Linked DNA regions of Mus musculus: region 2 is linked to region 1. The links are chromatin contacts, called in public promoter capture Hi-C maps. All regions are on one chromosome and are shown on one strand. The core of a region is the stretch at or near the end of the contact, and the rest is flanking DNA. Distances in the headings are between cores, read along the strand shown. Region 1 holds the start of Rarg (retinoic acid receptor, gamma). Region 2 holds the start of Hoxc5 (homeobox C5).

Region 1 (7,376 bases), core at 2,417-4,916:
AACAAAAAACAAAAAAACTCGGGAGGCAGAGGCAGGCAGATTTCTGAGTTCGAGGACAGCCTGGTCTACAGAGTGAGTTCCAGGACAGCCAGGGCTATACAGAGAAACCCTGTCTCGAAAAACAAAAAACAAAAAACAAACAACAACAACAACAAAAAAGACAGGGTTTCTCTCCAGGCAGTGGTGGCACTCATCTTTAATCCCAGCACTTGGGAGGTAGAGGCAGATGGATTTCTGAGTTCAAGGCCAGCCTGGTCTACAGAGTGAGTTCCAGGACAGCCAGGGCTACACAGAGAAACCCTATCTTGGAAAAAAAAAAAAAAAAGAAGGAAAAAAAAAAGGGGGAAAAGAGATGGGGTTTCTCTGGAACTCATTCTGTAGACCAGGTTGGCCATCACTGCCCGGCTGCCCAATACTTTCTTTCTTTCTTTTCTTTTTTTCTTTTTCTTTTTTTTTTTTGGTTTTTCAAGACAGGGTTTCTCTGTGTAGCCTTGGCTGTCCTGGAACTCACTCTGTAGACCAGGCTGTCCTCGAACTCAGAAATCTGCCTGCCTCTGCCTCCCAAGTGCTGGGATTAAAGGCGTGCACCACCACTGCTGGGCTTGCCCAATACTTTCTTTTGACCTTCGCTGTTACATGCACACACACATACACTCCTATAAAATAACTATTAAAAAGCAAGGGTAGCAAAGGAGGAAGCATGACCCTCTGACCTCCAGGATATCACTTTTCTGAGCTGCCACAGTGAGCAAGCAAAGCACCTATAAATACAGCCAAAGCTAGAAGCAGACTTAATGCTGGAGAAAGAAAAGGGGGCTGAGTCCTCCCCCACTGGGATAGAAACAGAGAGTGGCAAGATGGGGAGTGGCAGAAGGGACATGCTTGAACTCTTAGGTTTTTCTCCCTATCTGCTGTGCCTATTAATCTTTACACTGCTGGGACCTAAACCTAGGACTTTATATTGCTAGTCAAATGCTATACCTGAGAACTGACCTAGCCAGCCCTCTTTTTCCTTAATTTTATGCACATGAATATCTTACCTGTATGTATGTACGTATGTGCACCCAAAGCCTGGTCCACAAGGAGATGATAAGATGGCAGAGGTGCTGGAAACTGAACCCAGGTCCTACTGCTGAGCCCTCTCTCTTGCTCCAAGGCGATGGGGTGGGAAGGGATTTCAATGCACACTGGATTTGCTTTTTTTTTTTTTGACTACTATCGAGGTTGAACATATTTTCCAGTGTTTCTCGGCCATTTGTATTTGTCTTTTGAGACTAGCCTGTTCATTTCATCAGCCTGTTCACTGTTGAGTTCTTTCTCTAGCTATTCCTCTTGTTAGACACATGGCTGGCAAAGGCTCTCCTGCTGCTCTGTGGCTGTCTCCCCACTTGGTTGATTACCAGTCTCCTTTGCTGTATAGAAGCTCTCTGCTTTCATGAGGGCCCTCATGCTACAGCCTGCTGAGTAGCTGGGATTAAGGCCCCTGCCACCAGGCCCTGTCTGTTGTGGCTAATTGATTCTGTGTACAACTCCAGTGACTGGGTTTGGTGAGGGGGCAGAGACAATTACTGGATGAGAGGGGTTGGCAAGTATTCTTGGACAGCATCACCTCTCCCCCCCCAACACTTCCCCCTCCAGTCATAGGAACGAGGAAGTTTCGAGGAAGTAGTTATAGTAACCAGGATGGATAATAAATGAACAAACCCACCCACCACAGAGACAGAGACATATGGACAGATCAAGACAAAGGGAACAGGAAAACAATGGGATTTTAAACTTATTGTCCTCTTGGATGCTCTCCCATATTTGTCCCCCCTCTCATCCCACTAACTGTTCCATCCCTATCTGCTACCCCAAGCTGCAGTCTCAGGGTTCCGATGCTTGGTCTCTGGGTCAAGTCCCTGAAGGGAAGAACCAGTGCAGAGAGCTGAGCAGGGTGGTGCCTGGGTCTGTGTCCCAGTGCCTGGGCAGGAAGGGAATGGTGCCCAAGCCTGGTTCATGAGGACAGGAGACTCATTCACTGTAAACCAACTACAGATGTGCCGGGGTGGGGTGGGGAGGGGGATTAGGGCCACATTCCCAAACCGCAGCTGGGCCCGCCCCTCCTTCCGCCAGCCACCACCAGGGCAGGGCAGGAGGGGTTAATTTTGCAGCCTCCTGGCAGGATCCCTGCCACACAGGCAGCTCACTATCCCACCCCAGCCTGAATGCCAGGGTCCAACTCCCGGACACACACCCCTCCCACACTGCTAAGAGCTGCTCCCAGGGTAACCGGCAAAGTCAACAGCAGTCAGGCCACCTGGGGACGGGACCCTGGAGTACCTATTCCCAGCCCTGGAGCGAAAGGCAGAGTTTCGTCTGTGCTCCCCCCCTTCCTCCCCCACAACGTCTCTGGTCTCTTGGGATTGCCACAGCAAGCCTCTCTTTCCCCTTCTCCTTTAGCTGATAATGGCTACCCAGAAAAGCCTTTCCCAGGAGGGGGATGCCTGGCCCCTAGGGTGACAGCAAGACCAGAGCTGAGTAATTCCAAAGTGGAAAATGTGATGTGATTCAGGGGCCCATTCCCCAGGTGCTGGCCACTCTGGGAGCGTTGCTGAGGATGGTCCTTTGGGCTAGTGCCTGGCCCAGCCCGTCCAATGAGCTTTCTCCTCTTCTGGAGTCGTGACCATCCCTGTGAGAGTGCATAGGACTTCACTTTTCTCTGGCTCTGTGCTCTGTGGTATAAAGTCAAACTATTGGCTTCCCTCTCTAGGTTCGAGAGCCTTTCAGCCTCGGTTTGTTTGGAGACAGAGAATATCCCTATTAGACACAGACTTTGGGCTTCTAGAGACCCAGCGTCAACAACATTCGTGGCGCATCTACCAGGCAGCCAGGCAGGCCTCGCTGGCTGAGCCAGACACACACCCTCGCCTGGGCTTTCTCCCTCACACCCAGCGCAAGGCTCCTCCCATCCCCCCTCCTCCCTAAAGTTCTTTCAGCCCTCCTCCCAGCCAGCCTCTCCCCCTCTAAATCCAAGTCTAAAGGTGGGGACGATATTGGCAGCGAGAGACCCACGCGCTTTAACTCCTGGAGTCAACTTCAGGCAGAATGAGAGGGAGGAAGCCTGTGAACCCAATTCGTAGCACCTTCATCGTAACCCCCACTAGTTAAACCAGTTTGCTCCTAGGCCATAGGACAGAGAAGGCCAGAGGAAGGGATACTGCTTTGACCTGCAGGTGGAGGTTAACTAAGAAAAGGGGACAGTGCCTTCTCCTCTGGTATACTCCTGCCCCATCACTCCACGTCTTGGCAGTGTCCAAGTCTCTCACTGCCTACCCTGGGAGGTACCAGAGACCGGCCTGGCAGAATACAGCGTGGCTAAAGACAACTCAGTCTCCCCAAATGGCTGGAAGGGGGATAGCGCCAGAGAGAAAGGGTTGGCATCATGGAGCCCAGGACACTGACCTCTGCCAGCTCTGCCCGGCCTCCCGGGGATGGAGCCACGGAAGCCTAGCAAATGGGAGGGGCAGAGACCCAGGCGTCCTGGGCCGCCCCGCCCAGTCCTCCCCCCCCCCAGCCACCACCCCCCCCAGCCCCAGGGCACCGAGGAGGGAGCCGGGCAGGGGCAGGCGGCAGGGGAGGGAGGAGCGAGGGCGGGAGGAGGAGGAGGGAGCCAGGCAGGGAGGGAGGTGGGGGGGGTAGGGAGGGAGAAAAAGAAAGAAAATATTTTCCGTGTCCCCGCCTGCGGAGTCAGTGTGCGGTTTGGGAGAAAATGTGTCGGATATTTTGGGGCGGTCACGTGGGCGGGCGGGCTCCGAGAGGCCCCGGGATTGTCCCAGCCTAGAGCCGTGCCCCCCTGAAGCCCCCCATTACCGCGAGTCACTAACACCGCGGTGCTCCATCCCCGAGACCGCCCGACGCCGGGACCTCGGGGCTCTGCGGCCTTCCTTCCCCCGCCCTCCCCTCCAGGTGAGTCAGGCGGGGAAGCCGGCTCGCCCGCCTGGCCGCCCTCCGGCCGCGGACGCCGGGGCTCCTCTGCTGAAATGAGCCAGGGGCGGGGGCGTCGGGAGCCTTGGGGTCCTTTCCCTCCGGGGGTGGCCAAGCTGTTAGCCGAGCTTATGCGGAGGCTTCCTGCCCCAAGTTGGGGTCAGTCGTGACCCGGGAAGAGAAAGGGGAGATTTTTTTTTAGACAGACTGAGGATGGGCCGGGTTGTCTGCCCTTGATTTTGGTGAGTATTGAAGGAGAGCATTTAGGAAAGTCTTGGGCAAGCGAACCAATGTTCCTGTACTCGGAATGTCAGAGAAGACGGGTTTTCCTCCTCTGGGAAAGGATGGCATTCTTCCACCGGAGTGGGGCGGGGGCATACTGAAGGGTGGATCTGATGGTCCAAGTACCCTTTCTCCAGTGGATTGGCAGGGCTCTGTATGGGGACTAGGAAAGCTCTAGCAAGTGTCTAGGTGGGTAAAGTGGTCTGTGGAGTTTGGACTGCAGAACCTGGATTCTCTCTGATCTATCCCTTACTGCACAAGTGAGCCAATGAAGGGGAGCTCTTTTAGAATATTCTCAAGGGGAGGCCCCAGTGGAACAAAGCTAGAGTTATAACGCCCGGACAGGTTCAGGAGAGCCCCTGTCCTGGAGTGCCACTGACAGCGCCTCTTTCCTTTCCAGCAGTTTCCACCAGGTCCCTCACCTCAGCCTGGCCCAGTATGTAGGAGGGACTCTCTGCAGAGGCCAGAGGGTAAGAATATGCTTAGTTGGTGGTCATGGGGATGGGGCAGCAGGGATGTCTGTCTCGGGGAGGGAACTCAAGGACAAAATGCTCAAATAATTCCCTCTTGTAGGGCTTAAACCCGGGGCAGTTGGGATCCTACTCCTCAAATTTGAGGCTTCTGCCCTTATGGTTATTCTTCGGGTACTGAGTTAGGGTTTGAGGACCACAGCCATTGTCAGTAAGGATACTTAGAGGGGGTCAAGGGGAGTGTGTGTCCAGGGTGCTCGGAGCTTGGTTATCCCAACACACACACACACACACACACACACACACACACACACACACACACACAGTGGCTTAGAACTGGTAGGCAGCATAGGACACGCCCCCCCAACCCCGGGGCACACCCCCACCTCTGGCTCAGAAAGCCACCTAACTGGCACCTCCAGTTCCCCCCTCGGCCCCACCCTGCCCGTGCCCTCTGATGCCCACACACATTCCACTGGCATTGCCTGCCTGCCTCCTGGGTACTGCCCCTCCCTGGGGCCAGTGGGGTAGAGGGAGGGCACCTGAGGATTCAAGGTGGAGAATCAAGGGTCTAGACTCCCCCAACAACGGCACGGAGCCAGGGAAGCTGGGTCCACTGCTGTCTCCTGGAGAACAGGCTTGGGGCTCAGGATAGGGCAGAGGATGCCTGGGTTCTCCTCCCATTCTGGAGATGGGGTCATGGAAAAAGGTGGTCGTGTTTATACAGAGGGGAGGGGGGCAGCGGGTGGAGAGCAACTGACAAGAGCGGCTTTGTTCCAGGCTCTGGAGCGGGCAGGGCAGCAGGGAGACGCCCCCCTTCCATCCGGCAGCCCCCTTCATCCATGCCCTCCCCTCAACTCCACCTCATCTCTAAGAGAAGCTTTGTAAGAACCCTTTCCCCAAGTCAGTTGCCCGCCTTCTAAGCCGCACCATCTGAAGTGGCATCTTGGGAAGAGGGGAGCGTTCTCCTTCTTCTGCAGGTCCCACAAAGAACCTAGACAGTTAAGGCCTCATTTAGGATTTCCTTTGACTCCCGCACTGTTGTCTTACTCTCTTCTACCTGGAACTGAAGTGCGCCCCCTTCCCAGAGAGACCAGACTTAGGAGACAGGAATCTGTTATCTTCTTCACCTCTAAGTCTCCCCTCCCAGGTAGTTGAGGAGGAAGGCCAGGGAGAGTTGTCCTTTGCTTACAATGTCCTTGGTGAGGACCAGGAGCCTGAACACCCCTTCCCCTCCACCTCCTGTTGAAGTTCTGCCCTACCCTAGAGGTCTGGTTCCCATCTGTAGGTAAGATGCCAAGACAGGGATGGCTGGAATAGAGAGCCTATTTCCAGTCTAAACAGAATCTGGGAAAGATTGGGGGGGGGGTGCTCTACCAGTTTATCATTCTTGGCATTGGAGGGGTTAATCCACCTGGAATGTAGCCCAGCCTGTTGAGCTATGGCCCAGGGGCCTAGGGGGCCCTGGACTCCTGGATCCACCTGGGTTTGACTTGGGATGAGGACCTCATGGACCAAGAGAAGGATCCTGGAGGCTATGAGTTAATACTGTAGGACTCTGGGGACATCGGGGTAAAGAGCTAGAGGGTCCTGGGCCTGTTGGTGGCATCTAGTGAGAGTCAGAGTCTCCTTTACGGTTTATTCCTAAGAGTGTGGAGGTTGAGAGAGATAAGAGAAAAGAAAGAGGGGGGGCAGGAAAGGCAGAGGTACAAAGACAAGGGAGAAGACGCTGATCCTAGACAGTTTCTTTTTTTTTTAAATTAGGTATTTTCTTCATTTACATTTCCAGTGCTATCCCAAAAGTACCCCCATATCCTCCCCCCCCCCACTCCCCTACCCATCCACTCCCACTTCTTGGCCCTGGCGTTCCCCTGTACTGAGGCATATAAGGTTTGCACAACTAATGGGCCTCTCTTTCCACTGTAGGCCACCTTCTGCTACATATGCAGCTAGAGACACGAGCTCCGGGGCGGGTGGGTACTGGTTAGTTCATATTGTTGTTCCACCTATAGGGTTGCAGATCCCTGTAGCTCCTTGGGTACTTTCTCTAGCTCCCCTAGACAGTTTCTAACTGGGTGGAATGCCCACCTGGGCGCCCACTGTGGTCCTCTGTCCACTTTTAATCGGTCTCCTATGGAGCAGAGCTGCACCCCAGCCCATTAAGCTTCACAGTTGGTAGGTGGTTCAGGAGATCTATGGAGGATCTTTCCCTTGGCCACCGCATGATGGTGTGCGGGACCTAGATTCCCCTTTCCTAGATCAGGGGTCAGGGAAGCTACATTTGAGGGAGGAAAGAATATAGGGAGAGTTTTTAGGAATTCAGAGAGAGGAGGAGGAGGAGCAATGTAGACTGAGGACAAGGAGGGGGTCTCTTCTGGTTCTCTCCTAGTAGGGCTCCACCTGCCCAAAGAGCATAGGCAGTGTAGGCTGACTGTGGGATGGTTGGTGACAGAGGGAGAGTTGGGAAGGGAAACGAGAAGTACCAAGGAAGACAGAGGAAGCAATTGATAATTAAAAGGCACTCGGGAAGTACCAAGTACGAGATTTTGACATAGCATTTAACATGTGCCCTACTTTATCTTTTTTGTTGTTGTTGTTTTGTTTTTTGTTTTTCGAGACAGGGTTTCTCTGTGTAGCCCTGGCTGTCCTGGAACTCAC
Region 2 (7,376 bases), core at 1,919-4,418, 760 kb before region 1:
CCTGTAAAGTACTTCCTCCTTCAACAAGTCCTGGAGCCTGGAGTGGAGCTAAGCAGCGCATCAGCCTAGGCCAGCCCCACCTGAATTAGCTGCATACCCTCTCCTATAGGGCACCCTCCCCCTGTATACAAAATCTCAGAGATATGATAGATGACAGCAAACAGGCATGGCTCCCACACTGATCTATACAGCTCTTATTCCAGTTAACTGTCCTTCATTGGCTTAGACCCTAGAAGACAGGGAGCAGTCTGTATGTTTTCTCTAAGGCAGGCACACACTGCAGGTTGCATTCACTGTCTCCTTAGTCCCCCTTGCCCCATCCCATATCTTAGAAGGCTGAAGAACATCTCAAACCGTGGCCATTTCTCCTTCCCCAACACCTCTTTACCAAGCAGCACCTACTATTGCTGCGAATCCTTCTGGCATCTAGACAGAGGACTCAACCTTTCTTCTATGTCAGAAAGGACCTACAAGGATGACCTAGACCCAGAAGAGCCTGAATCTAAGTCAGTGGAGCCACAGAGCTACTATTCTCTGGCATAAAGTACAGACTACAGTCTAGAAGCTTCAAGTCTCAAGTTGTTTTAGCCAACGTTGAGAATAGGATATAGAAAAGTCTGGGTAACTTAGACACACACAGCAAGTGGAAACAACAGTACAGGAGTCCTCAAGTGTACTCCCCTTCACCCCAGAGGCCCTTCTTGGAACCATGAATCAAGAAAAGAACTCAGTTCCATTGTTCCCTATTCTTGCTGCTCCTAAAGGTGTTTAAAAATATTTTTTAAGGGATGGTTTAAAGACTGGGCCTCCCAATACATCTCAGAGCCTATTTAGACACATCAATTCAATGCATGCCCTAAACAGACAGAAGTAATTGAATCTTTAGTCCTGTTCTTTTTCTGGCTTTATTTGATATGACAAAATATAGTTTCAGGAAGGGCTTGGAGTCAATAAATAGTTGGGCAACTGCAATGGGGCAGGAAGGTGAGAAAGTCATGGCAAGATATATAGGATAGCAAAAAGCCTCAAAGAACAACTTGCTAGGGTCCAAAGACAAGAGACCCCAATAGTTGAGCTAGCTAGCAGGCTGGAACTGTGAACCTGAGAGTGCATGCAGCAAGCCAGGCTAGGGAAGTTCCCGGGCTTTGGGAAGGGGATTGGAAGGTATAGAGAGCATAGGACAACCTCCGGGGTTACAGGCCCACTTTCACTTATCTCCCTCTTTCATATGCAAATAATTAATGAGCAAAGACAGTTTAGAAGTTACAAAGGTTAGTTGAAAGCACCCCGATTCTAGCTAGTCATAGCCTCTGCCTGGCACAACCAGCCTTCAGCAGGCTGGTCAGCCTAGGCAGGAACAAAGAAGAGGGTGAGGCGGAGGTCGGGGAGAAGGGGTTACAGTCAGTCTGTCTCACCTTAACTCAGGCTAGCTGAACTAGGGCTCGGAGCCGAGAGAGGCAGCCCAGGCTGAGACTTATCCAGTACCCGCCCTACAAGAATGTGCCCCGGGCCTGGGGTGCTCAGCTGAGCTGAGGCAAGACAGGCAGTGCAGGCGGTCCTGCGGAACCCTGGGTCGATGGGGATTCGGAATGCCAAAGAAATGCGCTTTTGTCTGGGAGGCCCGGAGCCAGTGCTCTAGCCTCCGCCTCAAAATCTAGAAGGAGGAAAACCGAAAAGGAAGGGCGCAGGGACCACAGCAGACCGGGGTGCTCTCTGAGGGCTCCCTGCTTCCTCTAAAGAGCTTCTTTGCTCTTCATTTTGGAATCTTTCTTCCACTTCATCCTGCGGTTCTGGAACCAGATCTTGATCTGTCTCTCGTTGAGACACAAGTTGTTGGCAATCTCTATGCGCCTGCGGCGAGTGAGGTAGCGGTTAAAATGGAATTCTTTCTCGAGTTCCAGGGTCTGGTAGCGCGTGTAACTGGTTCGGGACCGCTTGCCATCCGTCTCTGGAACATAAATTCCCCCAAACCAGGGAGGGATGAATAGCGTGCAGCACTCCAACGTCCCACCCTAGTCCCAGGCCCCACCCGTGGTCGGAGGGAGTAGAGGTGAGCGCGGTGGGACAGGCCAGAAGGGCCGCAGGCGGGCAGGCCCGGTCCCGGGAGAAGCGCCTCCGCCTGGGCAGGAAACTTTCCACCGCCGCCTTCACTCTGCGGCCGGAGGGGCTGAGGGGGGATGGGGGGAAGAGGGAGACCCAGGCTCGGACCGAACAATAAGCACCCTCGAGATCCGAGCACCGGGGACCCCCCTCCCGCCCCTCCCGAGTCGCTGGAATCCTCCGGAGCCGCGAGCACTGGCCGAGCCGGCTCCGCAGGGGAGGGAGGGAGGGAGCCGCGGGGGGATCCCCACTCTGGAGCCCCATGCTCCTCACCCTTCAGATCCCTCTATTTTTTTAACTCCCTCCCTCTCCCCCCAAAATTGAATATTGCCTTTTATACACGTTTTGTTCCTATGATCCAATTATGTCGTCGTAAATTTGGGCGCACACAGCCTCTAAGCCTTTTAGTGGACAGTTTTACGAGCCATTGATGCCTGGATCGTAAAATTTATGGCCGCAGGTTTTTTTTCTTTATTTGCCCCGCATGGCCTATAAAACCCAGGCGGACCCGAGCGCGCAAAATGAAGTCCTAAAGTTTACCGTGGCTCATGTGCAGTTTGGTCATCCACGGGTAAATCTGTGGCGGGGCCGGTGGCTGGCTCAGTCCGGCAGGCTGCCCTGTCTGCGCCTGCTCCTCTTTGATCTCCCCACTGCTCTTAGCTCGCTCCTCCAGCGCCGGGCGAGCCGCCTTCTGACTGTACATCCCAGGGTTCAGAGGAGCCGCTTCGTCTCTGCCCAGAGCGTGTCCCGGAGCGGCCGCGGCGCTGCAGGCGGGGCGGTCGGGGTGAGCCCGGGGGTTGGCAGCCATGTCTACCCCGTGGAGAGAGTTGGAAGGCGCAGGCGGTGGGAAAGTGATGCTTAAGTCCAATCCGCCGTAGCAGTACCTGGATGCCTGCACCTCTGAGGCCGATCCATAGTTCCCACAAGTTTGCATGTTATAGGCAGGGATATTGGGGCTCTGCTTATAGAATGAATTGGCTACGTAGGAGCTCATGGCGGGGAGGGCCCAAAAAAAATTTCTGCACCCTTTTTGATTAAGGGTGATTTGTGACTCTTTGAAGTTGAGGGGGTTTTTGTTCTCCAAAGTGCACAATTTATAGGTGGAGATATCTCTTTCTTTATCCTATGCGCTCTTCCCAAATAAGGGAGCCTTAAATAGAGTCACGTGACTGGAGCGGCCACTCATAAATTTGGCTTGATGACCTCCGGGAGGTTAGTGATGGAAGCCGGCGAAACGCATCTTGATATGTTGGCAAAGCCCGGGGGTTGGGGGGGGGGGGATGAAAGAGAAAGAGAAGCAAGGGGGAGGAAAAAAAAATGGTTCTTGGAATTGGGGGGTAGTCGGGACAACGAGCTCACAGCGACACCTGGTGCCGACTCGGAGGAATTTCATCTTGTAGCATCGCTTGGCCTTCTAGCAGTCAGTTTGTGGAGAAGTTGTTGCTTGTTGGACAAACTAACCCATTGAGCTTGTCTTTAAAATTCTGCTTAAAATTGAGAAAGGATGAGGCCTTATTTATGAATTACACCGGTGGTTTTTGAAACGAATAGTGCCAGTTCCCTACCTCCAGAGCCTTCCAAACTTCAATGATGACTGAGAAAGAGAGTTGGGGTAGCTAAAGCCCAGCGTGGAGAGCCAGGAGGACATATCTTGGGTTACCTAAACTAAAGGTCAAGGTCTCTTGCTTGGGAGGATTGAACTCAGTTTTGATAAAGAGAAGCTTGTCTTGTATGCTTGGAAAAATTAACCTCTGGGAGGTAGGCAGGATACCCAAGAGGAGAGAGGGTTCCTGAATGAGCAGAAGCAGCAGACAGGTCCTGAGGCTGAGAGTCCTAGGTACTCTCTGGGATGTGACTGGAGGTGAGGGGCCAGGTGAACTTGGGTAGACTTCACAATGTTAGGAACCCTAACATGTTGCAAGAGGCAACATTCCTATGCATGTAACTAGACACAATGAACTGGAGGGCCCTTCTACAGCTCTGTGTGGTCTTCATGTGGTACCATGAGAATGCCAGATATTTCAGATGACCCCCAAGAGCATAGAGGGGCAAGATTGAAACCTCCACAAATATTATGAGCAAGGCAGAGATAAAAGTCTGCTTTTGTTCTTTTAGAGGTAAGCTCTTAGCCCAGGTTTCAAGATAGAAGGCTCATGGGGAGGTGGGTGGGCAGGCAGGGAGTCGGGCAACCCAGACACAGTCTTTGGCCAGGGTTTCTTCAACCTTTGGGTCCTATCCCCTTTCTTAGTCCCAGACCCTACTCTTTACTGCCCACATTTCCTCAGGAACTGAGGAACTCTCAGTCTCTGCCAGAACTCTCCCCCCAACCCCCGCTGGCCGAGGATCTGGAGGAGGGGGGCGGTGGCAGGGACCTGGAGAGTCTGGAAAACTCAGACCGATTTTTCCCCCTCCGGGAGACCTCCCACCCACACTTCTTCCCCTAGGCCCACTCAGGTTTCTATGCTGAGCCTTGGGGAAAGAAGGCTGGATCTGAAAAAGGGTTAGGGTCCTACTGTGCCCCTCATGCGCCAGGTTTGAGGAGAGAAGAGGCAGGAACCAGATAGGCTGGGCTGTAAGGAAGAAGGACTTTTGTCTGGCGGGTCAGGAGTCTCAGAACAGGCCAGAACTCAGTTTCCAGTCTTTCTCTTTCCAGTCGTCCTTGGATCGCTCAGTCTCTGCGGACGGACTCCTGAGGTCCTTGGATTGCCAGGGAGCCTCAGCCAGGTTTCACAACAGCCGGCCTGGCGGGCTGGAGGCATGCTTGCTAGTTCTCCTTCTCCCCATTCTGCTGGCAGTGGGTGGGAGCGACCCTAGTGCTCGGATCAGGCTCCTTTTCTTGCATTTTGGGCTCAGGGCTCAGAAGCCGAAGATCCCTGGCTGCTACAGGCAGGAAGAAAGGCCCGCGTGGGGCTTGGAGCCCAACCCGGCTCACTCAAGCTTCCCCGCCCCCAGCGAAAGTCCAGGCGGCCCCTTTCCTCTTTTTCTTTTCCGGGGTGTGTGCTGTTCCGTGTAGGGAGGGTCCCAGAGGCCTCTCAGAACCCCATCTCGGTCAGGAGAACCCGGAGACAGAGGCTCAGCGCCTGGCTGCAGGGCAGGCGAGTGCGGAGGGCTGGGGGCTTTGCAAGCTGCAGGCCGCGCGAGAGCTCTGCTGGCAAGCCAGCGGGCGGGAGAAAGAGCAGACAGGCGGATTATAAACTTTTAAAAATAATATCAGTTTTATTAAATATTCGAGAACGGATCCAGAGGTCGGATTTATACAGGAGGATAACACGTAGGGGGTTATTTCTTTATTTATTTTCTCCTACTGGCTAAACAAACGTCATTCACTTTTTTTCTCTTTTTGTTATTTTCCCTCTTTTTTTTTTAAATCCTTTTTTAAATGAGATAGGAACACTGACGGTGCTAAACATAAATATAAATACAGAGACCACAAATACAGCTAGAAATATTCACACAGAAACGGTCACAGTTCGAAATATGCCATAATGACCCCCAGGAATCTTTAAATACAATTTGCCTGGACTGGGCATTTGCTGGGGCAGAGGGACCGGGCAGGGACTGGGGAGAGGCCCTGGGGGTTGTTGCAGGGCCAAGGCGCGCCCTCCTGAGGCCTCCTGCCCTCCGGCTGTCAGGCCGGGCCCTGAGGCCCCCGAGTGGAGGCCCCAGGCCCTGGAGCCAGCTCTCTGCGCCGGAGGGCGGGGGTGAAGGGCGTCGGGGGTGGGGAGGGAGCCTAGGGCTCACTTGGAGAGACATCTGAGGAGTCTGAAGCGAGGTTCAGGTCTCCTAGGCCTAGGCGAGGGAAGGGGCCTGCAGACAAGCCAGGAAGAAGCTAGCGAGGGAGCTAGAGGAAGAGACGAGTGAAGAGTTGTGCAGTGAGGGAGGGGGTCCAAAGCTGACTTTTAGGTCCACGTCTGACTCCCTGTTTTGTTTTAGGAAGTCACAACACATCATTGTGCCAGAGATAAATACAGAGTGTGTGATTCGGGGAGCTGGGATGAGCAAGGGAGAAGAGAGGGGTGCAAGGACAGTCCTGGTCACTCTTTCTGCTTCTCTTCTTCTGTCTCTTCTCGCTTTTCCTCTTTTCCTCCCAGGCTGTCGGCGGTTGCCCCTCCGCCACCCCCTGAGAGTGTGGACGTGAGATTAGATTCTTTTTTCCACTTCATGCGGCGGTTCTGGAACCAGATTTTGATCTGTCGCTCGGTCAGGCACAGAGCATTGGCGATCTCGATGCGCCGGCGCCGAGTTAGGTAGCGGTTGAAGTGAAATTCCTTCTCCAGTTCCAGGGTCTGGTACCGAGAGTAGATCTGGCGGCCGCGCCTCCGGTCCGCTCCGTAACCGACCCCTAGAGATCCAGGCACAAAACACACTAAAAACAATCAGCAAGGCGTCCTCTGCAGACATTTTCGTCTAGCAAAGTCCAGACCCTCTCAACTTGGCCCACAGCTCGCAGCCCCTTCGGGCTTTAGCTTTCTCCCTTTTGCCCTGCCCCACCCCCACTGGGGGGACAGCCAGAACCCCAACTTCATTCAGTTCTCCCACGAGGTGGGAGAAGTGTGTCCCAAAGAAAGCTGGGGGGCGGGGCAAAAACAGGCAGAAAGCTGGCTGTCTAAAAGCTGATTTTTAAAAAAAAAGTACCAACTACTGGGGATAAGGACCCCATCTCTCAAGGATTGGGCTCCCCCACCTTCCCCAACACTCTAGATCCCTGGAAAGTTCTCCCCACTTCTTTGCCCTTTCCTAACTCCCTTCCTTTTCTCCGGCCTAACTAGACTTTGGGGGGCTCCTCCACCTTCTGTCCCCTCCCCTCATTCCCTGCCCTGTTTCTACCCCCTCAGCTCCTCTTGGAGCCCTCCAATCCGTCAGGGACCGAGGGGGCCAGGCCCTTGCGAGCCAGCGCGGAAGGCGAGCAGAGGGGGCTGAAGAGGGGGCCCTGTCTCGGTGTCGGCGAGGAGACGAGCGTGATTGTTTTTATGGGGCCATAAAAAACTCTCTCCGCCCGTTCTTCTAGGGAAGCCGGTCATAAAGCCAGTTCAGTTTATTTAATTTATATCTCGGAGCTGTAAAACTCACCACTGTGCGAATTCATTCGCTGCATCCAGGGGTAAATCTGGATACTGGCTTTCTGGTCCTGGGGCGCAGTCCTGCCCTGCTCAGAACTAAAATCCTGAGCGATTGAGGTCTGTGTGTTATGTCCTAAGGTGTTTTGTCTGCAGTTTGAGAGCATGTCTTTCTCCTGGTAAAAGGAATTAGATCCATAGTCATACGGCCCCCGGCTG

The links. Promoter capture Hi-C pulls out the DNA fragments that hold promoters and counts their contacts.
Region 2: a contact with region 1 is called in a promoter capture Hi-C map of embryonic stem cells. The contact joins the promoter of Hoxc5 here to the promoter of Rarg in region 1.

What each region holds. Positions count from the first base shown.
Region 1 is chr15:102,253,812-102,261,187 of GRCm38.p6, reverse strand. Rarg (retinoic acid receptor, gamma) reads left to right here and starts at 3,666. Exons shown (of 10, transcript NM_011244.4): 1 at 3,666-3,948; 2 at 4,649-4,718.
Region 2 is chr15:103,009,800-103,017,175 of GRCm38.p6, reverse strand. It overlaps Hoxc5 (homeobox C5), which reads right to left and starts at 3,168. Exons shown (of 2, transcript NM_175730.5): 1 at 2,641-3,168; 2 at 1-1,948. The coding sequence starts at 3,094. The coding sequence ends at 1,734. Mir615 (microRNA 615) reads right to left here and starts at 2,266; the gene lies at 2,175-2,266. It overlaps Hoxc6 (homeobox C6), which reads right to left. Exons shown (of 2, transcript NM_010465.2): 1 at 7,171-7,376; 2 at 5,295-6,442. The coding sequence ends at 6,135.